5 separate regions of the Mus musculus genome follow, and regions 2, 3, 4 and 5 are each linked to region 1. Evidence: chromatin contacts called from public HiCAR-type, HiChIP or PLAC-seq and promoter capture Hi-C data. All regions are on one chromosome and are shown on one strand. The core of a region is the stretch at or near the end of the contact, and the rest is flanking DNA. Distances in the headings are between cores, read along the strand shown.

Evidence for each region. HiCAR-type assays count read pairs that join an accessible place to other places. HiChIP or PLAC-seq counts read pairs in DNA pulled down with a chosen protein or histone mark. Capture Hi-C pulls out chosen DNA fragments and counts their contacts.
Region 2: a contact with region 1 is called in a promoter capture Hi-C map of adipose tissue, with 5 times the contacts expected there. The contact joins the promoter of Chrm5 here to the promoter of Ccdc34 in region 1. A contact is called at or near these places in 1 of 39 promoter capture datasets (pre-B cells), 1 of 115 datasets of contacts at active chromatin or transcription factors (large pre-B cells) and 1 of 9 other capture datasets (adipose tissue).
Region 3: a HiCAR-type map of astrocytes shows a contact between it and region 1, with 5 times the contacts expected there. The contact joins the promoter of Emc7 here to the promoter of Ccdc34 in region 1. A contact is called at or near these places in 4 of 115 datasets of contacts at active chromatin or transcription factors (astrocytes, embryonic stem cells, large pre-B cells and 1 more).
Region 4: an H3K27ac HiChIP or PLAC-seq map of large pre-B cells shows a contact between it and region 1, with 5 times the contacts expected there. The contact joins the promoter of Emc4 here to the promoter of Ccdc34 in region 1. A contact is called at or near these places in 3 of 115 datasets of contacts at active chromatin or transcription factors (astrocytes, embryonic stem cells and large pre-B cells).
Region 5: a contact with region 1 is called in an H3K4me3 HiChIP or PLAC-seq map of stem cell-derived neural progenitor cells, with 8 times the contacts expected there. The contact joins the promoter of Lpcat4 here to the promoter of Ccdc34 in region 1. A contact is called at or near these places in 2 of 115 datasets of contacts at active chromatin or transcription factors (large pre-B cells and stem cell-derived neural progenitor cells) and 2 of 9 other capture datasets (adipose tissue and embryonic stem cells).

Annotation. Positions count from the first base shown.
Region 1 is chr2:110,015,667-110,020,534 of GRCm38.p6, reverse strand. It overlaps Ccdc34 (coiled-coil domain containing 34), which reads right to left and starts at 2,718. Exons shown (of 6, transcript NM_026613.4): 1 at 2,321-2,718. The coding sequence starts at 2,667.
Region 2 is chr2:112,478,712-112,483,579 of GRCm38.p6, reverse strand. It overlaps Chrm5 (cholinergic receptor, muscarinic 5), which reads left to right and starts at 2,763. Exons shown (of 1, transcript NM_205783.2): 1 at 2,763-4,508. The coding sequence starts at 2,811. The coding sequence ends at 4,409.
Region 3 is chr2:112,452,311-112,457,178 of GRCm38.p6, reverse strand. Emc7 (ER membrane protein complex subunit 7) reads right to left here and starts at 2,154. Exons shown (of 5, transcript NM_133749.2): 1 at 1,879-2,154. The coding sequence starts at 2,111.
Region 4 is chr2:112,365,727-112,370,594 of GRCm38.p6, reverse strand. Emc4 (ER membrane protein complex subunit 4) reads left to right here and starts at 2,568. Exons shown (of 5, transcript NM_026519.3): 1 at 2,568-2,776; 2 at 3,079-3,193. The coding sequence starts at 2,691.
Region 5 is chr2:112,237,713-112,242,580 of GRCm38.p6, reverse strand. Lpcat4 (lysophosphatidylcholine acyltransferase 4) reads right to left here and starts at 2,740. Exons shown (of 14, transcript NM_207206.2): 1 at 2,524-2,740; 2 at 988-1,130; 3 at 436-656; 4 at 1-105. The coding sequence starts at 2,637. It overlaps Gm52523, which reads left to right and starts at 2,518. Exons shown (of 2, transcript XM_030252294.1): 1 at 2,518-3,336. The coding sequence starts at 2,636.

The sequences.
Region 1 (4,868 bases), core at 1,469-3,968:
CTTCTTTCCAACCATCCAGCTATTAAAGTTAGTACAAAATAAATCCAATCATTTAAGCACCATCCCAGCCTCCCAATAAAAGTGCATTTCTCTTTCAATCCTTAGTGAAGAGTACCTACACCTAACCAGTCACCAAAACCAGAGACTTCCATTTTCAACTCCGCGTGATCCCACATTTTACATACAAATAGCCACATGTAGTAACATATCTATAGCCTTCTGGTTGTTTTCAAGCCATTCTCTTCTCCAACCTTACAATAAATGGTCTTTTCCCTTTCTTTCAAACCACTCTTAACAGCTGTATGCAGGTTCACCCCTTAAATGAATCCTTGTATCACCTCAAACATTCCTCAGTGAGGCGTTTACCTTCAGCATAAAATCCACACTCCTGAGTTGGTGCCTCCTTTAGCAAACTGATCAGACTTCATGTGTCTGGCTTGGTGAACTGCAGGTTGATGAATGTGTCATGCCTCCATGCTGTCTATAGCTTTGCCCTAAAAGTAAAACTCCTGTCCTCAGTCTCCACAAAACCTGATAAATCTGCATCATTTGTTTCAGATGTAGTCTTAACGAGTCCTTTGAGTAAGGACTGATGTGTGAAAGCAGGCTAAAACTAGGTCCTATCAGCTTACTCAGGCTTTGAATGAGAACCAAGTAGCCCTAGTTCCTCCCTGGCAGGCTCCCTACTGGTTACGGTTTTGGCTCCTGGAAGCTAATGCAAGTCTCAGTGGCTGAGCTGTAGTCTGCTGGCCTTTATTCATCGCGCTGCTAAACTAGGACATACTGTTTGGGTCTTTTGAATATTGACTAGAAGGTATTCACCAAAGCCTTCAAATTTACTTTTAAAATATGTTAAATCCACACTGTCCTAAAAGTGCTTATGAAAAGACTCCTAAAATTCTAGTTCAAAATTCCACCAGGCTAACCAGGGAAGGCCTATTTCTTGCTGCTATTGGCAGTCTGAAAAAGCAGCTTGCTCTCTGTGACTTCCACCCTCACCGACGTGAACTTTCACCTGTCATCCTTACAAAAATGTCCTCCCATGTGAGTGACCTCCTATTTGATTCACTAATTCTTAAATGAGTGCCTTAGACTGAATGGGAGCTATCTTGCTACTTATATAAAAAGCACGGCCTTGCCAGCTGGAATTTCTTAAATCTTCTGTACTATGCCTGACACAGCCTGGCAATCAGAAACTTGTAAATGCTTCCTGAGGCTGCCATAAGGAATATATCCTAAAATGAAGCTGTCTTAGAAAAATTCCTACAGAGACAGGCCCTTTGTTCCAGTTTCCATAGTAAAAAGTATATAATATAAAGAAATGTAAGCCCTAAAGAGATACCTGAGTACTAAGCCCCGGGCTGCCTGTACTAGCTCTACGCCTTTGAGGCAGGCCTTAAAAAAAGATTCTTCGCATCCCCACCTTTTAAAAGGTTTATCTTTATTTATGAGTATATACGCACTGGGTATGAGTTTATGTGCACCAAGTGCAAGCATACAGATGTCAGTAGGAGACAGTGTCAGATTTTCTGGAACTAGAGTTACTGGTGGTTGTGAACCACCCGATGATGAAGGTCCTTGGACTCGAACCTGGGTCCTTTCCAAGAGCAGTTAGCCCTCTTAAGCACTGAGCTCTCTCTAGCCTAAGTAGACTTTCTATATGTATTCTAATATAGTTTTCTTTGTGAAATGATTTGGGCTTTTCTTTCTTGATAATAGAAGTCTTGTATATCTTGTTTATCTCTACCTACACTAATATGTGGCAAAATAGTAAATGTTTGCTGAATGAGTCAACGTAAATAAACATTAAGATGGCATTATTAACTAACCCCCTTGATGAACACTCACTATTCCATTAAATGTTCTCTCTCAGATCAGTTAACCTGTCTCTGCAGAGTATGCATGCACCCTTTGGGCATCTGTACCCAGCTCTTTATATTTAAAGCACCTACTTCCTACAACCCAGCACCAGCTACACATTTTGATGCTAAGTTTATGGGTAAGAGCTCTGGAGTCGACAACCTGGTTTTTGAGGCTTTTAAAGGCTCCTAGCAGCAAGTTTTGTGTGCTTGCGACTGTGTACAGTAAGTTTCTATGGAAACTGAGACAGCAATCGTCTATCTCAGGAAAAAGGAACTAGGAATCATGGGAGATCAGTGACCATTTGTAAGAATTTACCCAGCACCCTAGGATGCAAGTGCTGCACAGCCTTTGAGCTGGAAAACAGGAGGTTATGCGGCTCGGGGTAACAACAAAGCCTTCTGAATGCCATCTCTAAGGAGTCTTGACAAGTGCTGGGAGGGCCGAACCTTGAGTTTACCTGGAGCGCTGCTGGAACTCTATTCCTTCCAAGCTCTCCACCTTGCTCTCGGACTCACGGGCATCTTCGTCCAGGGCCTCTTCATCCTCCCCCTCACTGTCGTCCGCGCCAAACGGAAAGCTCTGGTGGCCAAGGGGAGACAACAGGGACAGGGTGGAGTTGCTGCAGCTCAGAGACGGCGGCGACAAGCACTCGGTCAGCGCCACATCCTCCAGCCCTGGATCCCCGGAATCCACTAAGAGGTCGACGACAAAACTCGAGGAGGGCCGGAAGCCCGGCTTGCAGCGGGCGAGGTAACGGGTGCACGGAGCCGGAGAGGCAGCCCGCCACGGCCCAGCGGCCCGCATCAGGCCCGCCAAGTTCAAACGGCCCGAGCAAGGCCGAAGGCGCGTTCTCCCAGCAGGCTCCGCGCGCGCCGTCCGACCAATCAGCGCCAGCTTTAGGCCGTGTTGTCATAGCGACGCTTGTAGCCCGCAAGGGGCTTTGTCTGGGCTGGAAGAGCTTGGCTTCCTCAGTCCAGGTAGGAAGGTTCCTGACTGACAGCTTCAGCTTGGCGTCTCCCCGAGTCGTCCGCCCATTCCTGATGCTGTCCCGAGTACTGTGTTTGCTGTGGTGTTGAAGGCCATTTGGTGCACGACACTTATCAGTGTCACTAAAGCGGATCCTTTAAAAGGAAAAGGCAGAAGCCTGAAGCCATGGTTATTCCCCCTTCCTCATAAAAGCTCAGGATCACTAAAAAAAAAAAAAAATCTAGCACTCGTGATTGAATTTTTTAGTTCATTTATGTTGTTGTTTTTTTTGTTTTTGTTTGTCTAAGGGAGAGAACTTTATCCTCTGTGGGCATAGTTTCTCACTGTATGGGCAGCATCTGTCAACATAATCAGTTCCCCGACCCCCAGTCGCCAAGGCAGGGTTTCTCTGTATAGCCCTGGCTGTCCTGGAACTCACTATGTAGACCAGGCTTACCTCAAACTTAGAAATCCGCCTGCCTCTGCCTCCCAAGTGCTGGGATTAAAGGCATGAGCCACCGCTGCCCTGCAACACAATCGGTTTTATCAGGTTGTGTTAACTTTCTAGTCTTCCAAAGCATTTGTGTCCACTCTCCAGCGTGTCCATACCAGAGCAGCAAATCATGAGCCAACCTTAAAATCCATCGTTCTTTTTAAAATGAAATTTTGAACTGTGATGCAATAGGCATTTTTCTAGGACTTCTTGGCACTCTCCTTTTAGGGGCCGAGGATCTAACTGAAGCCGGCAAGGAAAAGATGGCAGATACTGAAAGTGAGCTGCTTATTCATGCTCACAAAACTGCATACAAAAACGCAGCTTTTGGCTAATGTACATTACATTAGTGTAAGAATCACAAGTGAAATGAGAGTATCTGTAGAATTTTCATAGCGCAGTTAGATATGTTAGAAATACTAGCAACCAAAAGCGAAGCAAAGTGACTATAAATGACATGCTAGCACTATTTTGTTCTTTTTTTTTTCCAGTAAAAACAATGGCATTGGAAGAAAACTGTACGATGAACTAAGAAACGTGATTTAGTAGGCTTATGGTTGTGACTTACTCCAGTTATTCAGTATTGGCATATCTGGTTAAGATATTTTGTCAGAAAACACCCTTGGTGTCAGTAACTCAGAGACATTGGACTACCTTATACCTTCAAAAAGACAGGAACTTGAAAAATGATCCTCCATTCCCCCAAAAAATAACCTAAAGGTTTTGGGGAAGGGAATGGAGCTGGCTTTGAACCAGTAGTTTTCCTCTTAATATTCTTACATAGGCTATTTAACTGCAATGATCTTAATTTAATCCTCCCCAAAATAATCTACCCTGCTATCATAGTCATTCATTAATCCTCAGCTCCACTCAGGACCTGACATATCTTGAACTCTGTCACTATCCCACATTGAGTTCCCCATCATAAACCTCTCAGTGTAGGAATGTTAAATCATATAGTTTCCTAACCCTCTTCATGTTTTATTAAAGTGTTCTTGATACTCTAGGATCAGTGTGTTCACCAAGAGCATTAAGCCTTAAAGGCTACAAGGCAGTTAAATGGCCTGCTGTGGCTGTTTGAATGTGGTCTGTTTTTACAGTACTATTCATTACTTGGACTGAGACAATAGTCAAGATGGATAGGATTATACAAATGTATACATTAACTCTCCCCTTAAGTTACAGGGTGTGGACCTAACAGTATCCTCTTAATACTCATTTTCAATCTAATAATATGAGGGTTTTTTTTTAATTGGCGTGGAAAATCCCTGCAAGAGTGACTTTTGCTTAAAAAATATTTAACTATATTACAAAACTAATTCCTTTGCCAGTAATCCTTATGGCAATTTTATGACATGGGTTCAAAAATGTCTTCCTGCACATACTTAAGTATTAACATATGAAATATGTCTCAGCTTGCGTCAAAATAACGCAAGAGGCAGAAGGACTGAAGGGGCTTAGTGAATGTGGTGAAGATGAAAGGCTCATTGTGTGCCGTGGACACTTGTGAAAGGTGTAAGTGAGGTAATTACACCGTGCTTTTTGC
Region 2 (4,868 bases), core at 1,514-4,013, 2.5 Mb before region 1:
CCAGCCCTGCCATCACTAAACACAGCAGCTGGGATCCGTACTCTTATACTCCATCTTCCCTTGGGATACTATTGTTGGACCTCAGTTCCAGTCCCAGGCAGTTACTTCTGTTGCCACGTTAGGCCCCATGCCAGCTCACTTATCTGGAGACCAGAAACTCTAGCATGTTCTCCCATGTATCAGTTTTACCTTCTAATGTGCCATTCTCATTAGCATGAAAATGTGGTTTATTTCCACTTTTCTTTAAAAATAAGAAAAGGCCAGGCTAGACAGATGGCTCAGCACTTAAAAAGCACTCGCAGCTCTGCATGAAGGCCAGGATTCAATTCCTAGCATTCACACGGTGGCTCACAACTGTCTGTAACTCCATTCCTAGGAGACGACTCCCACTTCTAGCCTCCAAAGGGCACTTCATGCCTGCACAAACATGGTGCACAGACATCCATGCACACATAACCACTCTCCTCCTCGTCCTCTTTCCCATGTCCACACAGCTTTCTGACCACCGCAGCCCCCAAACAATTTAACAAGATACATTCTGATCTCCTTGGAACTAAACCCAGGCTCAAGCATCAGTCCTAATCTTCCTAGATCAGTCAGCCTTGCTTGAAGCAGGGGATTGCTGTCTCCTCAAGACATTCTCCTCCTGTTGCTTACAGGAAAACATGTGTTCATTAGGAGTGCAAAGATGAATATAGAATCTTTGCTTTTACTTCTTTTGGAAAGAGTTTGCTGCCAAGGAATTCTGGACTTTGTGACTTTCCCATAAATCTATCTACAGCAGTATTTCCAAGGCTTTTTATGACATGGCACACATAGAAAAATAGTAAGTTTCCAGAAGTCTGAGAATACTGCATAAGACAGAAGGAAAAGGAGCCCCACCCTCACCCCAGAACTGGGAGGAAAACACTCTCTCTCTCTCTTCCTCTCTCTCTCTCTCTCTCTCTCTCTCTCTCCCTCCCTTTCTCTCTCCCTCTCTCTCTCCCTCTCTCTCTCTCTCTCCCTCCCTCCCTCCCTCTCTCTCTCTCTCTCTCTCTCTCTCACAAACACACACACACACACACACACACACACACACACACACACACACACACATCCAGTGACTCCCTGTCTAGTCCTCGAATTTAAACTGTCTCACCGGCTTTCCTGTCCTCAGCGACAGTGCAGCCATTTAATATCCTCAGGAATAGGCCTTTCTGTCCCTGAAGGCCCAACTTTCTTCCTGGATGGTTGATAAAGCCGAGTAATATTAAGCCTCTCAATTCATGTGCTGGCACATCTCTTTTATGCTCCAAGGCACTTAGCACACTAATAAGCACCATTTTTAAAGCCAGTCAGTTGAAATCCTGCTCCTAACATTATCGCTTCAGACACAATGAGAAGTCATCTCTTCAATGAAATGAACCTTGGACTGCACTTCTTCTTTATCAGTCAAAAGAAGTGAAATACAGGTCACTTAATAAGAGCTGCCTAAAACTTTGTTTCTTCACACATTCCTTCGACAGGAGTTCTGGAGTTCTTCCTGATATTTAACCCACTGTGAGCACTTGTGTTTTAAACCTACTGCTTCTGGTTGCTACATCTGGTGTTCATGTCCAGTTTATGTGTCCCAAATTCAAGTCTGTCACACTCACACTCACCTTCCCCCTCCCCCAACTCCACTTTTATCCCCCACCCAACCCCCATTCCTGCCCTCCACTCCTCCTTCTCCCTCCAACCTCCCCCTCCCTTCCTTTTAAGCAATTCTATTTTTTCTTTTCTTTCTCCCTTACCTTCTCAACCCCCCCCCCTTTTATAAAATTGCCACAAGAGGGCAGCAGTTTCACACATATGAAAGATGCTCAGGCATTGAGGGCTGTTTGAAAAAGCAAAAGGATTATACAGTTAAAAAAGGGCTGGTGGTCGCACACGCCTTTAATCCCAGCACTTGGGAGGCAGAGGGAGGCAGATTTCTGAGTTCAAGGCCAAGCCTGTTCTACAAAGTGAGTTACAGGACAGCCAGGGATATACAGAGAAACCCTGTCTCGAAAAACAAACAAACAAACAAACAAAAAAAAAACCAAACAAACAAAAAAGTAAAAGACACAAAGTTGGGTGGGTGGGTGGGTGGGTAAGGAGGGGTGGGTCTAGAAGGGGTTGGGGGAGTGAATATGATCAAAATACAACATATGGAATTCTCGAAGAACTAATACATTTTTAAAAGAATAGCCCTGATAAAAATGTTACTACTGATGGCCTAGCAATTTCTATGGATGAAGAATGGTTTCAGTGGGAGAAGCAGGGAATGAGAGAGGGCAATGAGACAGGAAGACAAAATTCATTTGTTATGTGTGTAAAAATGTCAGAATTTTTCATTGAAAAACATGTAATTGAATTTTTATAGTCAAAGTCCAAAATTCATTAGGCAGAAGAATTTTGCAATGATAAAAATTATATACATATATTACTATACTGTTATCCAATGCAATGATGTGTACAGATATATTTCTAGAATGTTATCCAAAATGTATTTTGCCTTCTACCTTATACTTACCTTAAGTATTTCAACACTATGAATAGTTTTGATAATTAATTTCTTCAGTGGGGAAAAAGGTTCAACAATTCAGCATCTTGTTCTACGTGCACTTCATAATTTTGTTAGCAATGATGAACCCTAAATGAAAAAGAAAACTATGCAGAAGTGTGTGTGATGAGCGGAACTGACCTGTTTGTGTTTCTTCCAGATACTGGCCAAGAAGAGGGGAGGTAGCTCCAAACAGAGAGTAGCGCCAAACCTTGGACCAAATCTGAGTGTAATTTCTTGAGCCAGGATGGAAGGGGAGTCTTATCACAATGAAACCACTGTCAACGGCACCCCAGTAAATCACCAGGCTTTGGAACGCCATGGACTGTGGGAAGTCATTACTATTGCAGCTGTGACCGCTGTGGTCAGTCTGATGACCATTGTCGGCAATGTCTTGGTCATGATCTCCTTCAAAGTCAACAGTCAGCTCAAGACAGTTAACAACTATTACCTGCTCAGCTTGGCCTGTGCAGACCTCATCATTGGCATCTTCTCCATGAACCTCTACACGACCTACATCCTCATGGGACGCTGGGTTCTCGGGAGTCTGGCCTGTGACCTTTGGCTTGCACTCGACTATGTAGCCAGCAACGCTTCTGTCATGAACCTTCTGGTGATTAGCTTTGATCGTTACTTTTCCATCACAAGACCACTGACATACCGAGCCAAGCGTACCCCAAAGAGGGCTGGCATCATGATCGGCTTGGCATGGCTGGTCTCCTTCATCCTCTGGGCGCCAGCCATCCTCTGCTGGCAGTACTTGGTCGGGAAGCGGACAGTACCACCTGATGAGTGCCAGATCCAGTTCCTCTCTGAGCCCACCATCACTTTTGGGACCGCCATTGCCGCTTTCTATATCCCTGTCTCCGTCATGACCATACTCTACTGCCGGATCTACCGGGAAACAGAGAAACGAACCAAGGACCTGGCTGACCTCCAAGGTTCCGATTCTGTGGCAGAAGTCAAGAAGAGAAAACCGGCTCACAGGACCCTGCTCAGATCTTTCTTTAGCTGCCCTAGACCCAGCCTGGCCCAGAGAGTACGGAACCAGGCCTCCTGGTCATCCTCCCGTAGAAGCACCTCAACAACGGGAAAGCCAACCCAGGCCACTGATCTAAGTGCTGACTGGGAAAAGGCTGAGCAGGTTACCAACTGTAGCAGCTGCCCCTCTTCAGAGGACGAAGCCAAGGCCACCACTGACCCTGTCTTTCAAGTGGTCTGCAAGAATGAGGCCAAGGAAAGCCCGGGGAAGGAATTCAATACCCAAGAGACCAAGGAAACGTTTGTGAGCCCTCGGACTGAAAACAATGACTATGACACTCCCAAGTACTTCCTGTCTCCAGGTGCTGCTCACAGACTCAAGAGTCAGAAGTGTGTTGCCTATAAGTTCCGATTGGTGGTAAAAGCTGACGGGACCCAGGAGACAAACAATGGCTGTCGTAAGGTGAAAATCATGCCCTGTTCCTTCCCAGTGTCCAAAGACCCTTCAACAAAAGGCCTGGATCCCCACCTCAGCCATCAAATGACCAAACGAAAGAGAATGGTCCTAGTCAAAGAGAGGAAAGCGGCGCAGACCTTGAGCGCCATTCTCCTGGCCTTCATCATCACATGGACTCCTTATAACATCATGGTCCTGGTTTCCACCTTCTGTGACAAGTGTGTCCCTGTCACCCTGTGGCACTTGGGTTACTGGCTGTGCTATGTCAACAGCACCATCAACCCCATCTGTTACGCTCTCTGCAACAGAACCTTCAGGAAGACCTTTAAGCTGCTGCTTCTCTGCCGGTGGAAAAAGAAAAAAGTAGAAGAGAAATTGTATTGGCAAGGCAACAGCAAGCTACCCTGAATCCTTAGCAACTCCTCTGGAAAGAACAATGATCACAGTCTGGTTTGCTTGTTAAAGGAATGTCATCTGCCATTCTGAGTCCCTGAAGGCTTGTCAAGGTGCAAGGTCTGTTGTCAAACAAAGAGTCACACATGCACCTGCCTGTGAGGTGAGTCTTGTCCATTACCAAGGCCACCCAATGCCTCTAGAATTTGCCAGTGAATCAGAGAGACAGACTCAGGGCCCTTCTCTGGAAGTACACTTGAGTCACCATGGACAATAACTTCAGGAATTGATCTGTGAAGAACAGCAGGGACCAGGTGGAAATCTTCCCCTGCTACATTCTGTCATAGAGTGTTGTGTAACATGTATGTGGCCATATGAAGTTTTCTTATATCAGCAAGAATCAGGAGCGTGTAAGCCAGTTGCACCTCCAGATAAAAGTGTTATTCACCTGGCTTCTAAGAATATCACTCTTTG
Region 3 (4,868 bases), core at 905-3,404, 2.4 Mb before region 1:
CACTTCCTCTCACCTCCATTAGTAAAGTTCCAAGCTACTTCCCTAGAAACCAAAAATATAGTCAAACTTGTGTGCTGGTTATTCAAAAAAATAAGACAAATTACCAAGCCTATTTCCAACAACACTATCACCATAAGCCGGTCAGTGGTGGCGCATTCCTTTAATCCCAGCACTTGGGAGGTAGAGGCATTCGAAATTCTGAGTTCAAAGCCAGCCTGGTCTACAAAGTGAATTCGAGGACAGCAAAGGGCTACACAGAGAAACCCTGTCTCAAAAAGCCAAAAAATAAAAAGCCTAAAAACAAACAAAAAAAAAAAGACTATCACCATAAAAACCACATCGACTCTCAATTAGCCCTCTATATGAATATAAGAGCATGAATAAAAACATGTTCATAAATGTTAAATGAAAATTATGGTCTTATATGCTTTACTCTTAAAGACAAGTCATATGATTCTACAGAGTCAGAAAAAAATTTACTATAAAACATTAAAGGTTATTATCTTTCTGTTGCATCTTTTAAAAAGAAAATATCTTATTTATATTTTCTTCAATAAACATTTATTTATTTGTACTTGGACCTCTTGCATACTAAGTCCCACCACAACACTGTACCACCAGCTTTTTTTCCTTCTTCTTTGAGACAGGGTCTCAACGAAATAGTTCAGAGTACCCTTTAGCTTATGGTCCTTCTGCTTCCGATTCCTGAGTAGCTGAGATGCTAGGTCTATGTCACTGTGCAAGGCTAAACATATCTAACAATCTATATTAAGTTGTAAAATATCTTCAAAATAAAAATAGGAGGTTTTCAAATGTGCTGCATACGGCAGAAGTTGACTACTCAATTAAGCCTTACCTCCCACATCCTAGTGGGAATTTATTACTAATGAAACATTAATTAGGACAAAATTTAAACAATACCCTAATGCCAAATAACATTAAAATATTGGTTGTCAACTTGCCATTATTTATTAATCTGAGGTTGAATATCCCACAAGGGAACATCAACAATCTGCAGAAATAAGCAATTCAAGTTGAAACATCCACATTTAAGATGTATGGTTGAAGTTGGTCTATAAAGCCAGCAAAGAAATATTTTCTTTCAACTCATAGTTTCAACTCCAAATACTGATGGCAAAATTTAAAACATATTCGTGGCTTGAAGAATGAAAACGGACTGCTGACAAAGCATTAAGAAATTCAACCCACCTTCCAATCTAAACATAAATCACAAACTCTTAAGAACAAGAAAAGAACAACTAGGCGTAAGGAATCTCGAGTAACCCTGGTCTGACTTAAATGACGACTATGATATCGCAAATCCCTCGATGAATTCAATTGTAAAAAGAACAATAATCACAAACTCGGGCCCCAAAAAAGCACTCTTTGATTAGGGACTTCTGGGCCCATTAATTTTAGAAGCAGGACCATTAGCCTTACAGTCTATGTCATCACTGGGAGCCCTTTGGGCTTTGACAATTCCCACTTGTTCAGCATCTTTCTACACAACACCAAGCTATCAGAAGAGTGACATGGAGAAAGCAACTAGGTTTCAGAAACACTAGACAAAATGCAAAGCGGGTAAAACCCAACAGATAAATGAGACTCCCCTGGGCCCAAGTATGATCTGTCTCACACTGGAGCCAAAATACGGCTACAAATAAATGACCGCATAGGTCTCGGGCGCCTGGGACCACTGTCCGCCATCCTCGTTGCTGAAGTACCTGACTGCCTCTCAAGGTCTCCCAGCACAAACCGTTAGTGGCGCCGGTGCCTTCAGTTTCTGACAGCTACACTGAGGGTCCTGACAGCTGTCCTAGCTGGATACCCTTCCAGCGTCCGCCCCAATCGCTTTCCTGCTGCCCTCGGGATGCTCACTTAAGGAAGCCGACATGCTCTTCTCCGTCTACCAGCACTCGGGCCGCGGAGATCCAGTCCTGAGGCTTCACCCCCGGAACAACCGCACGTCCCTCGATCTTAAAACGATCTCCCAGGCCGACCCCACTACCTCCCGGGCCCTCGGCAGCAGCCCCAGGCACCTCCGAGCTGTGGGCATCTCCTGATAATAACAGAAGCAGGACGGAGAAGAAACCCCACAGAGCACCCGCCATGACAGCAGCTCTGAGGAGTCAGGCCTACGGCCCGGAAGTCCTACCCCGCCGCAAGGCCGCTAAAGCTGCCGCCACCGTCGCCAGCCGATGTCGTCATCATCCCGAGCCGGATCCGGCCCGGAGCTTGTCCACGCCCCGGAGAGAAGTTGTGACCGCTGACTAATCAGGAGAAGGGGCGCAGGATCAACGCTCCGAATGACCCAGGGCTGGGGCTTAAAAGGTGGCGAGGCTTTTAAGTAAAGATGCCAGGGCATGTAAGGCGAAGTAAAGCTGGCAGAGAGTTTTGCTGTGGCGTCCACAGTTGCAGGTCTTATCGTGGGCGTAAAGGACCATGAGACCGAGAGGAATGAGGATCTGAAGTGTTGAGTGCTGTGTCTGTAGCTAACAACATTCAGACATCGACCCTATCACTTTCTCAAGGTTCTTGCTAGCTCTAAATAGTCTCCTTTCTACCACATATCTCCGTAAAAGACCCTGTGCACTCTGCCTCCATAGAAAAGTTAAAAAAAAAAAAAAAAAGAGTGAAGCTCCCGATGGAGAGTGGAAATGCAGACAATTTGGGCTGAAAAGGAAAACAAAAAGTTTTTTAAAATCTATATCAAAAAATGGTGATCCATGTTTAAGTTCGCGGAGAATGTTTATTTTCATTCTGTGTTAATGCTTTGGTTTTTTAACAAACAAGGTTGCAGACTGAGAAAGTGAAGCACTCACTATAAATGGTAAATAAAATACCTAAGACACAGACAGGGCAAATGGCCAGACCACCAGAAAACAGTTACCTTCGTAAAGCCATGCCGCGTCTAGCATCCTTCTTCCAGTTCTTAATTCTTATTTACCAAGAGTGCCGCAACCCTGCTTCGTTTCTCACTGTTTCGTTGGCTAACATATTCTTTTCAGAGTTGATGCTTACCTGCCTTAGATAACTCAGTCATTGAGCAGAGGCCTAAATACTGTAAAAATTCATCCATCTTCTCTTCTACTAATACTCTTCTACTAATTCTCTTCTATTCAGTTTCTCTGGTATAGAGTTTTTCTTGCTACAGAAATTAATACACCTAACTTTATGCATGTTTCTAGTGGTCTCTATCTCCATCCCTTGACTCTGTGCCCAGAAATAGTCTATAAGCAAAAACATAAAATTAAAAATATACATATATGGGGGTAGAGAGATGAGTCGGCTGTTAAGACCACTTGTTACTCTTGCAGAAGACCTGAGTTCAGTCCCCAGCCCCCACACTATAGCTCTTCAAATTCCAGGTGATCTGATACCTCCACAGGCTAGTTCACATACATACATACATGTGAGCAACATCCATATACTTGATATTAAATAAATATAATATGCAACATAATGTATATTTATTTGACACACACTATTATATAAATAGTGCTTATTATATAAATAAAACCAGTATGTTGTGAATTCCTCCCCCATCGTGAGTTTTTTTTTAGATAGGATTTCATACTACAGTCCAGACTGGTCTTGAACTTTATCTGTTCTTCAGCCACTGAAATGCTGGAAGGATTGACATAAATTGTGAGCCATCACAATTACCTCAATATGTAATTTAATTAAAATTAATGTGTTATAATACATATAAATATATAAATGTATGCAGCTATAATGCATCTCTATTTTACATGTATATATTTGTACACCATCTATCTAATAGCAAACTACAAATGCAGTTCTTCATTTTGCCCTTTTTCCCTAATGTAGCTTGGAAAAAAAAATCTCTGTTTTTGGTCTATGTTTTATAGACAGGGTCTTATACCATAGCTCAGTCTGCCCCAGAATTCACTATGCAACCCAGGCTAACCTCAAACTTGTGGCAGTTTTCCTGTCTCAACCTCCCTAGTGCTAGAGCTAGTGCTGCTCTTGGCTGTAAATTATCCCAATGGTATATAAATGTTTCCTCATTCTTAAAATAAGGCTACCAAGTACCCCAGTATATAGATTTCCTGATTCCCTACTAAGAGACGTTAAAATTGTTCCTAATCTTACTGATTTTGCTAAAGTGCATTTCCTTCATCATGTGATTTCCATGTCCATATCCAGAATTCCTTTTTTTAATCCATAATGATGTGTTCCAGTATTCCTAATGGGTGCAAAAAACCCCAGATCACCCTATATGGACTCTCCTGTATTTACTACCTACAAAAAAGTTTAATTTATTAATTAAACACAGTAAGAGATTAATGATCTTAAATAAAATAGTGTAATTATAGTAATATACTGTACTAAAAGTTATTGTAGTAATAGCATATAATTAAAATCCAACAGAAGCTGAGGAAAGGAGGGGCTATCTTTATGAGTACAACAGATAATGGAAAGTGGTGGTTGAAGACATTTTATCTCAGTTTTTCTCTCTCTCTCTCTCTCTCTCTCTCTCTCTCTCTGTTGTTGTTTGATATTTCTTTTTTTGTCTGTTTAGTTTTTTTGTTTGTTTGTTTGTTTGTTTGGAGACAGGGTTTCTCTGTATAGCCCTGGCTGTCCTGGAACTCACTTTGTAGACCAGACTGGCCTCAAACTCAGAAATCCAACTGCCTCTGCCTCCCAAGTGCTGGGATTAAAGGTGTGTGCCACCATGTTCAGCCTCAGTTCTTTCTTTTTACAGTACTCCTTAAGATATTTTTTTGTTTTTCTTTTCTTTTCTTTCCTTTTCTCTTTTCTTTTATTTATTTATTTATTTATTTATTTATTTATTTATTTATTTATTGAGACAGGGTTTCTCTGTGTAGCCCTGGCTGTCCTGG
Region 4 (4,868 bases), core at 1,319-3,818, 2.4 Mb before region 1:
CAAACAAATAAACAATCAAACAAAAAAAAGTGACAAGGAAAATGAGCAAGTGAAGTTTGTGGAGATGCCCTTCATTTTTCTCCTGAAGCATTCCCACATGCATAAAGTAGTCTCCTACATTCTATTGGATACTGAAGGAGTTGTAAGACAGAAAAACAAAAACAAAAAACAAAAAAGGCCCTGATCATACCACATATCTTTAATTTTAGGAGATAGAGGCAGGCTAATCTCTGAATTTAAAGCCAGCCAGGGGTACATAGTGGGACCTTGTATAAAATAAATAGATTTAAAAAGAAAACAAAAACCTAACTTCAGATAAGGAAAGAAAACTAAAAGCAATTCTCTAGTAACCATTTGACAGTTAAATCTTTCTAACCGGGGGATGGGCCTCCAGGGGATGGGCGTGGGGCCCTTGATTGCACAGCTTGCTCATTGGCACTGCGTCCAGAATCCCGTGGTTTCATCACTTCTGAAAACTTTGGAGGAAGCTGGAGAAGGACTCAATGTGCAGGGCTTGGAAGGCATCACTGGCTGAGAAAGCCAGGCATGCTGAGGCTGGGGCTGGGGGCAGTGCTCAACTTTTGTTATTTATTCATTTTACATCCCACTCACTGTCCCTGTCCCCGTCCCCTTCTCCTCTGATTGGGTGGAGGCCCCCTGTGTATCCCCACACTGGGCTGGCACTTGGTCGGCAGCCCAGTTAGCAGAACATATCCCACGTGCAGGCACTGAAGAGCTGGTCACCTCAGTGCTCAGCTCCTTGGAGTATGTGAAGAGGGGTGGTCTTGTGGCACCCAGTCATGAAAAACACATGTATGCTGGCAGCCACTTTGTGGTTTGACATGCCAGTGCAGCCATATCTGCCTGTTGTCATCTTTGTAAATAGCTTATCACATTATACTAACAGTACTGAAAATACCGCAGATGTGAGCATCTCGTTCCAATGGCTTCGTCTTCCTGAGATACAACTTAGCAAATGACATTTAAGATTCTCGGGGTGAAGGAATACACTTCCTGGCTGACTCCTTGAGGACAGAGTAACTGAGATTTATAGTTTAAAGTTTCATATAACGAGGAAATACTTTAAGTAGAAAAATGCGATTTTATCAAACAAGTTTGTTTTTAAAATATGCTCATTAAAAATTTATTAGCACACGAGTGCCCTAAAAATTAGACGTTACCTGAAAACTATTACTTAACACATATTAACATTTGTGATAGATAACCTATTTTATATTTTGTTTTACATATGTATAATTCTAACTTATTTCTACCGTGGCACATTTAATGACAACTTATTTAATTACAACTTTTCAATCATCAGTTTTGCTTTTCGTGGCTTAGATTATCTGCACGTAGCTCTCCTAGCTTCACTTGTGTTCTACAAACTTTAAATGGAAAATTCTAGACTAATGTCTTAGGTTGCAGTGTTCTGAATAGCTGGTAAAATCTCACACCCTCCGCCACTCTGCTACACTGTATGTCATACACAGCCTTCTCTTCTCTGCACATAGAACTACAAAACTGGAAAATGATGTGGAGGTGGGAATCTTCAATGTGTGCAGATCACCGTCATCTCTAAGAGATTATCTCTTAAAACTTAAGTTGGCTAAGGAGGTATTCTTCAGCCAGATCCTCAACCATACTGTCACAGTAGTCCTTTCCTCAAAACTACAGCCATAACAAACAATTTGGGAATAACAGTAATAAAGGTAAATAGAAGAAATAAACAAAACTACTGTATTTGAACTGATAATTTAAAAGTAGGCATTTAAAATAGTAATTCTTTAAAAATGTACATACTCTTAGATGTAGCAATTCCACTCCTAGTACAATAGGAACAGATGTCCCAAGTGATTTTCACACTAACACTGAATTATAAAAGGGGTGAGAGGGAGGAAACATTTTTCCAGTAATAGACTAAATTACAATACAGATGAGCCATTGAATATTAAACTCCTTTCTAGGAATGATAACGCTTAATGATAAAAAAAAGTTAGGTCTAGGTTATAGGTCCTATTTAATCCCACAACAGGTCAAAATTAGGCGATTATCCATCGTTTTGCATGAGGCAGGTGGAGCAATGAATTTAATTTAGACGAGGTGGCACAGTAAGTAATGAAAGGACTTAAAAGGAGACCAGATAAATCCTGAACTCAGCTTATCTTTCCATTCCCAGAGTCTACCTCGGTGGGTTAGTTTGCGAGTTAAATGGGGGAAAACCATTTAAACAAGAACAACAACAAGACAAATACATAGCTCCTGCGATATGTGGACACGGAGTACTCAGAGGTTGAATAATTCGCTCAAGGTCACCCAATTCCGGATAACCCCAGGATTAAAACAACATTTCAATTTCGTGCTCTTCTTGGCTTCAGTTCTTGTCTTTTCGGACTTCACTCCAGCACGATGGCGCACACCTGAGAGACAGAGCACAAGTGAGAGGTGTACTCGCAGGGAGGTTTCAGAAAGCTGCTCTTCTGGATGTCTGCGGATTTTCTAAATTCACGCATTCTTTCTTCTGTATTCCCGACAGGAAGTTTCCGGTGATCGTGTGACGTTCAATTATGCGCCGGAAGTGCACTGCGGCGAACGCGAGGAAGTCGGAGAGCTTGCAGTTGCAGCTAGTTCTTACCTGCAGAACGCAAGCGGCCGGAGGGTGTGGGTACTTTTAGCCAGCGGCCGCTGTCATGACGACCCAGGGGGGCCTAGTGGCCAACCGAGGCCGGCGGTTCAAATGGGCCATTGAGCTGAGTGGGCCGGGAGGAGGCAGCAGGTGAGTCTCTCGAGTGAAGCTCGGTATCTGATCCTTACCCTAGAACGGCCCGAGATCCAGCGGACCTGGGCCTCGTCTAAGTCTCCGACACGAGTGGGTAGCACATAGATGTTACCCAAGGAGCTTCTGTGCTGTGGAAGGTATTTTTCCCCAGGATCTTTTAGTTTTCCCAATAGGCAGAGAGAACTGACGAACGCACGAGAGGGTCTAATTTGGGTAGCTACATCTGAGGTTCTTTTTCCTGTGATTGATAGGGCTGGAAACCCGCAGTTTTAGTCTCTTGATTTGGTTTGGTTCTTTAGGGGCCGAAGTGACCGGGGCAGTGGACAGGGAGACTCCCTCTATCCAGTCGGTTACTTGGACAAGCAAGTGCCTGATACCAGCGTGCAAGAGACCGACCGGATCCTGGTGGAGAAGGTACAGAGGTATTAGACGTTACCGTAGCGTGTAGGCCAGCCCTGTTTCGCCTTACTCTCTGGAGTGGAGGTAAAGCAGCCGGTCATTAAGACACATTGCTTAAGATCCATGGTACAGTATCTTACGTATATGTTCCCTGACATAATTTCGGTGTGTTAGGATACTGTGTCACTTTTACCCTGAAAACATCCCAATCCTGCTATCATTTCTCACTGCCTTCAACTGTTACATCACCAGCCGTAGACTAACCATCTACCACCTATCCCTCCATCCCTCTATTTAAAATCATGCTTTCTCAACCTCAGCACTGTTTTCTCTGTTTTCTCTTTGGGGCTAAGTACATTTTTGTTGTTGTTGGGGAGAATTATGCTGGGTACTTACTTTAAGATGTTTAGTACTCCTGATCTCTACACATTAGGTACCACTATGGCTTTGCATAATTGTGTGAACTAAAGATGTTTCCAGCATTACCACGTTTTCTAGGTCTAAAGAGGTGCGCTTTGTGTATACCTGCAAATAAACCCCTGAGATCCTATATTCAAGTCTCCCCTTCTCAAATTCTCAGTATCCTTCTCTGTATGGAGTTCTAATGGGTCTTGTTATGTCCTACCTTGTCCTCTTTGCAGTCTCCAAACACAGCCATCAAAAATGATCCCTTTAAAACATGCCAGACCATCCCTACTCAAAATCAGTCTAAAATTCCATGTTCATTCCGCGTACACACCAAACGTCTTTTTAGTATTAGACATAACTCTGCTTGTACCAGTCAGACTCCTTGTAGCTACTGTGCCCTGTCTACTATTTTTACATTTGTTTACTCTTTCATAATGATTCCCTTGCTGCTCTGTAAGGATACCAGACAAATCCCCCTTCCCTGCTTTTTGTGTTTGTTCTCTAGTCTTAGAATGCTCTTCCTCAGGATTCCTTCATAACTTGCTAAGTCCCTCCTTTGGGGTCTCTCTAATATTACAGAGTCAAGCCTTTCCATGTGCCACACTGTTTGATTTATATGTTATGAACATATCACATGGCTTATGTTATTTAGCATCTGCCTTAGTAGCTGTTTTACAGGACTGTCACAGCACGAGTCCCAGTGTGCAGAGGGTGCTTGGTATCTTCTTGCGTTTATGCTTCCCTTGCAGCCTTAGTTTTGCCGAATAATTTTGATTCCATGGAATACATACATTCAGTTGTTACAGTATGAAAATGACACACACAGTCATTAGTCATTCTTGGATAAGTATTATCCTGTAATGTTTTATCTTGGTATATCAAATTATGATTACAAATTATTAAATGATATGATTTTTAAAAGCATATCATAAAATACTTGTATAACTGCTGTATTCTACAGAAAGTTATTTACAAATATGGTTGAGTTTTAATGTGAATAATCAAAATAGTTATGGTTATTTTTACATAGATTTATATATTTCATACTTTGTTAGGATTAAACTTATTTTCTTTTAGGTTTATTTTACGCATATCAGTGTTTTGTCTGCACATATATATTATGCCTAGAGCTCTCAGGTTAGAAGAAGGTATTGGATCCCCCAGCTCTAGAGTTGTGGATCATTGTGAGCCACCATGTGGGTGCTAGGAACCAAACATTGGTCCCCTTGAATAAGCAACGAGTACTTTTAAACACTAAGTCACTTCTCCAGTGCCTTGTTAG
Region 5 (4,868 bases), core at 1,491-3,990, 2.2 Mb before region 1:
ACTTGCCTCCTGAAGTAGCCCGCCTTCTGACCTCCTCAACCACTCTGCGCCGAGAGGCGGGGTCATGCCGGGAGACTAGGATGGCTTGATTAAATCGAAGGAGTGCTGGGTTGGGAAGGTTAAGAGGAGGAGTCACTTGGTTCTGACCCTGAGGCACTGACATCTGGCAGCTTCAGTTTCCTCAACAGTGCAAGATATTTCAACCATCCATTTATTGCTACAATCTATGTATGGAGGCTGTCTTTTTAGCACCTTGTCTCTGGCCCCAGCCCTGAGTCTTGAGATCAGGTGACAAATGGAATGATGTTGCCTTACTTTTATCTGCCAACAGACAGGTGCCCCTCCTGACTGTCCTCTCTACACTGGGAGCCAGTGTTTCCATGTCTGATTTTTGGGGTTGCCATTCCTCCCCTATGCGCTCTTGAACTCTCTCACCTCCAATGACAGGCACAGAAAGATTCTCAGCTCGAGACACAACCTTGGGCAGGTCACAGGGTAGCAGGACAATTGGGTCAAAGAAAGTTGAGTGGGGGGCAGCAACCAGGACAGGGGCTTCGAGGCGAGAGGCCCTTTGACCCCGAACACGGATCCGAAGGAAGCCAAGCAGGAAAAATAGCAGGCGGCTCAGACCAAGAACCCCGTTGTGGCATACAGTCCTGCCGAGGTAAGGCTGGGAGTCAGCGGGAGAGGGAGTTGTGACTCTTAATCAACCCTGTCCCCCAACCAGGCTCCTGGGAAAGCAGGACACCCCTCTTTCCCCCTCAAAACACGCTGGTCGTCGAGCTGAAGTACTTTGGACATGTCACTTAGAAGTCAGGTCCTAAGGACCACATCTGGGCTTGGCTGTTAGCTCATGTGACAAGCTCCAGATGCTGGTGTGTGTGTGTGTGTGTGTGTGTGTGTGTGTGTGTGTGTGTGTGTGTGTTGGGGATGAAGCAGAGCATCGAAACCGGTGAGAAATGGTCTTTGGAGTTGGGTCCCACTTACTTCCTCCATCCTGTAATTGGTTCCTGAAGCTGCTCTTCAGTGAGACCTGCTACTTGGAGCCACGCGAAGGGCCAGAGGAGAAAGAGGACAATAAAAGCTAGAAGTACTCGGATTGGGGCCAGCAGTACCCCCAGGAGGCAGAACTGCAGAAGGGCAGGAGAAAATGTCCCTTAGGCCCGGGAAAGGCTCATTTCACAGCTACCGACTCCTATAAGGACTGACCCAGGGGCAACTAGTTAACACCTTGTAGGTGATAGGGGAGAGGCACAGGGGGTCCACATGGGATGAAAATGCTAGTGAGGCCGGGAGGACAAGGGATCAATACCATTAGGTGCCTTGTTTTCTTACTCTCAGGTGACCCCCTCCCCCTACAAAGGTTACTGTCATAACGCATCTGATACTTGGAATGGATGTTAGGATTTAATGGACTGGGAGTGGGTGGCCCAAGCATTTAATCCCAGCACTCAGGAGGTAGAGTCTGGTGGATCTCTGTGAGTTCCAGGCCAGTCTTCTCTACAGAACAAGTTCTAGGACAGCCAGGGCTACACAGGGCAATACCTCCCCACCCCCAAAAGAAAAAAAGAAAAGAGGATTTAATGAGAAAATGCAGGGAAGGTGTCCAGCACTGTGTTTGATGTAGGTTAGAGACAGTTCTTCCCAACATCCCATCCCATTCCATAAATAGCTCCTATGTCAAACAAACCCTGTGCAGGGCTTTCAACACTTTGGGCCCAAGGAGCAGATGGCTGGAAACACAGAGATCCACTTTTCAAACCTCGGGTCAATCAATCCCTAGCCTAGTACTGCAGAACAGCAATCCTTCGGTAACACTCAGCCCTATTCCGCAAGGTAAGGGTTGCCAAGTGCCAGGGTGACTCCAGAGGCTTCCTTAGGATTGAGCAGGTAAATAAACCTAGCCCCCGGGGGCCGACCTCACGGGAGGTGATCACAACAGAAACCTTGGACACTTCCTCCCCACACCACCTCCTGGCTACCCTAGGGTGGTGCGTCCCTCTACTTCCTGTAGCTAACCCACCTCCCAGCCTCCCTGCCCCCACCAGTAGGTGCTGCAGTGACACGGGGGGGGGGGGGTGGTGGTGGCGGAAAGAGGAGGTGTTGGAAGGGCACAAGGACGCAGTCTCTGGGTCCAAACCGTTTAAGTCGAAGCCCCGATCGCTGAGCACGCCCCTGCCCCCACCCTGGGCTTTCCGTAGCCTTCAGCTCCATCCTAGCCCGTCAACCTCCGTAGGATGTAATCCGCATTCCCCAGTGCCCTCCATCTCTCCTATCCTTGGGTCTCCTTCAGTGCTCCCTCTCCCACTCATTTCTTCCTCACTTGTGAGCTCGTCTATCGCCTAAGCTGGAGTCCTCACCAAGGCTCCTCGCCTACCCACCCCCAGCCGCCCCCACGTGCGCGCCCCCTAACTCCCTCCCCACAAGCTTCTCATCCACCTCCTCTGGCACCCCCTTGCCCATCTCATCACTGGGTCTCTCCATTCCAACCAGTCTTCCACACGTCCCCTGCCCACACCTTACCTTAACCCTCTGGAGGCCGGAGAGGTGTAACTCATGCACGAACGGGTTTGGGGACGCAGAGGACCCAGAGGTGGGATCCAGGGGGGCCCAGGCCCCAGGACTTCCCTGGCTCATGGTGGGAGAAGGTCGAGCGAGGGCCGCGACCCCCCGCTCCCGGCCCGGGCCCCGCTCCCGGTCCGGCTCTGCAGAGCAGCGCGGCTCGTGCGGCACTGGCAGCGGCGGCGCTCTGGTCCCAGCCCCGCCTGGTGCCGGCCGAGGGGCGGAGAGCGGCGGCGCCGCCCGGGCCGCTCGCGTTGTCAGGGCGCCGGCCGCGGGGCGGGGCTTGCGGCTCTCCGGCGTCCCCGTTCAGCCGCGTTCTCCGCGGCCCCTCGCGCCATTCGGAGCGTGGCGCCCCGAGGACCTGGCTGCCCCTTTCCCAGGGTCTCCGGCTGGAAGCGGGGCAGAGAGGTGGGCGCGTAGGGGAGCGCCCTGGTCACTTTCCGGATGCTGTGGCCACCCTGCGAGCGCAGACGGGGTGGAGCCCTGTGTCAGGGCAGGTTGCCGAGGCCGGCAGCTGCGGAAGGAGGCTGGGCGCCCCTGGTCCCGCCGCTCCTCGGCCCCACTTTCCCCATCTCCGGGGCGGACCACCGCTTTCCTTCCCGGTCGGCGTGCCGCCATAATGGAGCCCGCGCCCTCTCGCGGCCGTACTGCGCGTCGCAGCTCTTGGCGTCCGAGCGTGCCGGGCTGCGTGGACCACCGTCACCCGCGCGCTTGCATCCCTCGATTCTTAGCGGGTGTACGTCCCCCAGTACGGCAAAGCCCGGCTCGGGAGAGGTAGCAATCTTAGCTTCTCTACTGGTCTCCCTGTGGAATATGGAGGTCACCTAAGTTCCTGTCACCTGCAAAACCCTAATGCTCTAAAAACACACTGTACTACAGCCTAACTGATGGGGCACTGGGGAATTGAGTGGACTTTGAAACCCATAGCTGCTAACACTATCAAATATGTAGTGCACAGGGAAGGAGGTAAGAGTCGTTATTTATGAAAATAAGCTGAGTTCAATTCACCTTGTCTTCCTTCTCTTACTGAAAGGTAAAAACTGAATGGGTGTTGAAGCAAGAAAACGAGGGAAAGAGCTAAGGATGTTTGCCCCCCCCCCCCATACCCTCCCCTCTCTCTTTTATTTTGTTTTTCGAGACAAATTGAGTTGTTCGTTAACTTGGGATATTTTCGGAGCCCAGGATGAAAGTGACGAGGACGTGTAGGTCATAGGACAACTTGCAGGGATGTTCTCTTTTTCTACTTTCTGGGTCTCAAGAATCGAACTCAGGTCATCAGATTTGTTGGCAGTGGCAAACAACTCTATGGGACACTCTATGGGACGGGTCATCCTACAAATCTGATTTGAGAATTTTAAGAAATAAAATCCAGGAGATAGGAGCGGGAGAAAGAGGACATTGCGGGGGGTGGGGGTGGGGTGGGGTGGGGTGGGGTTAGGTAGGGAGCCAGAAGACACTTCTGTCTAGATTCTGCCTCAGCTTCCTACAACTTTATCACTTACACCATTGATTGTATCCACAAGAAAAGGAGCAGCTGGCAGGGTCAGGGGAATAAAAGTAATGCACACTAGTTGAGATTTACATCTGCGACATCTGAAAGTTTGTATGTGGCTCCCCTCCCCCCTTCACGTGTTGAAGTCCTCATTCCCAGGTGATGGTTACTTGGTTAGACCTTGGGGAAATGTGTCTCCTTGTGGCAAAGTACCTGACAAGCAATTTAAGAAAGGCAGGGTTGTGAGTCACAGCGAGGGTTACAGCCTATCATGTCAGGAAAGGCAGGGAGAGGGAGTGTGAGGTGGCTGGTCACACTGAAGCAGAGAGGAAGGAGTGCTAGAGCTCAGCTCAGTTTTAATCCCCTTTTATTTATGGGTCCCAGCCTATGGAATGTTGCTAGCTACTTTCTGGGTGTGTCTTAGCGAACGTTTCTGCAGTTAAACCCTTCTGGAAACACCCTTAGAGACATGCCCAGAGTATGTCTCTATGATGATCTCTAATCCCATTCAAACTGACTTTGAGGACTAAGCGACACTAGCCAAGACCCTTATGATCACAGTATACTTACAAGGGGCGAGGAGGGAGGGGAGGGGGGAGGGGGAGAGGGAGGAGCCTTCTGATAACTCCTGTGTAAAAAGGTTATATGAGCCCATAGCCAGATCCCCTAGTCTTCAAGGCAGGAAGCTGATTTTGCCACACACCAAATCTGTGGACACCTTGGTCTTATACTGTCTAGGCTCTGGAACTGTGAGAGGGATTGGCCTCCTTCCTAGTTTATTATACTTTGTTGCAGCAGTCCATGAAGACTAAGA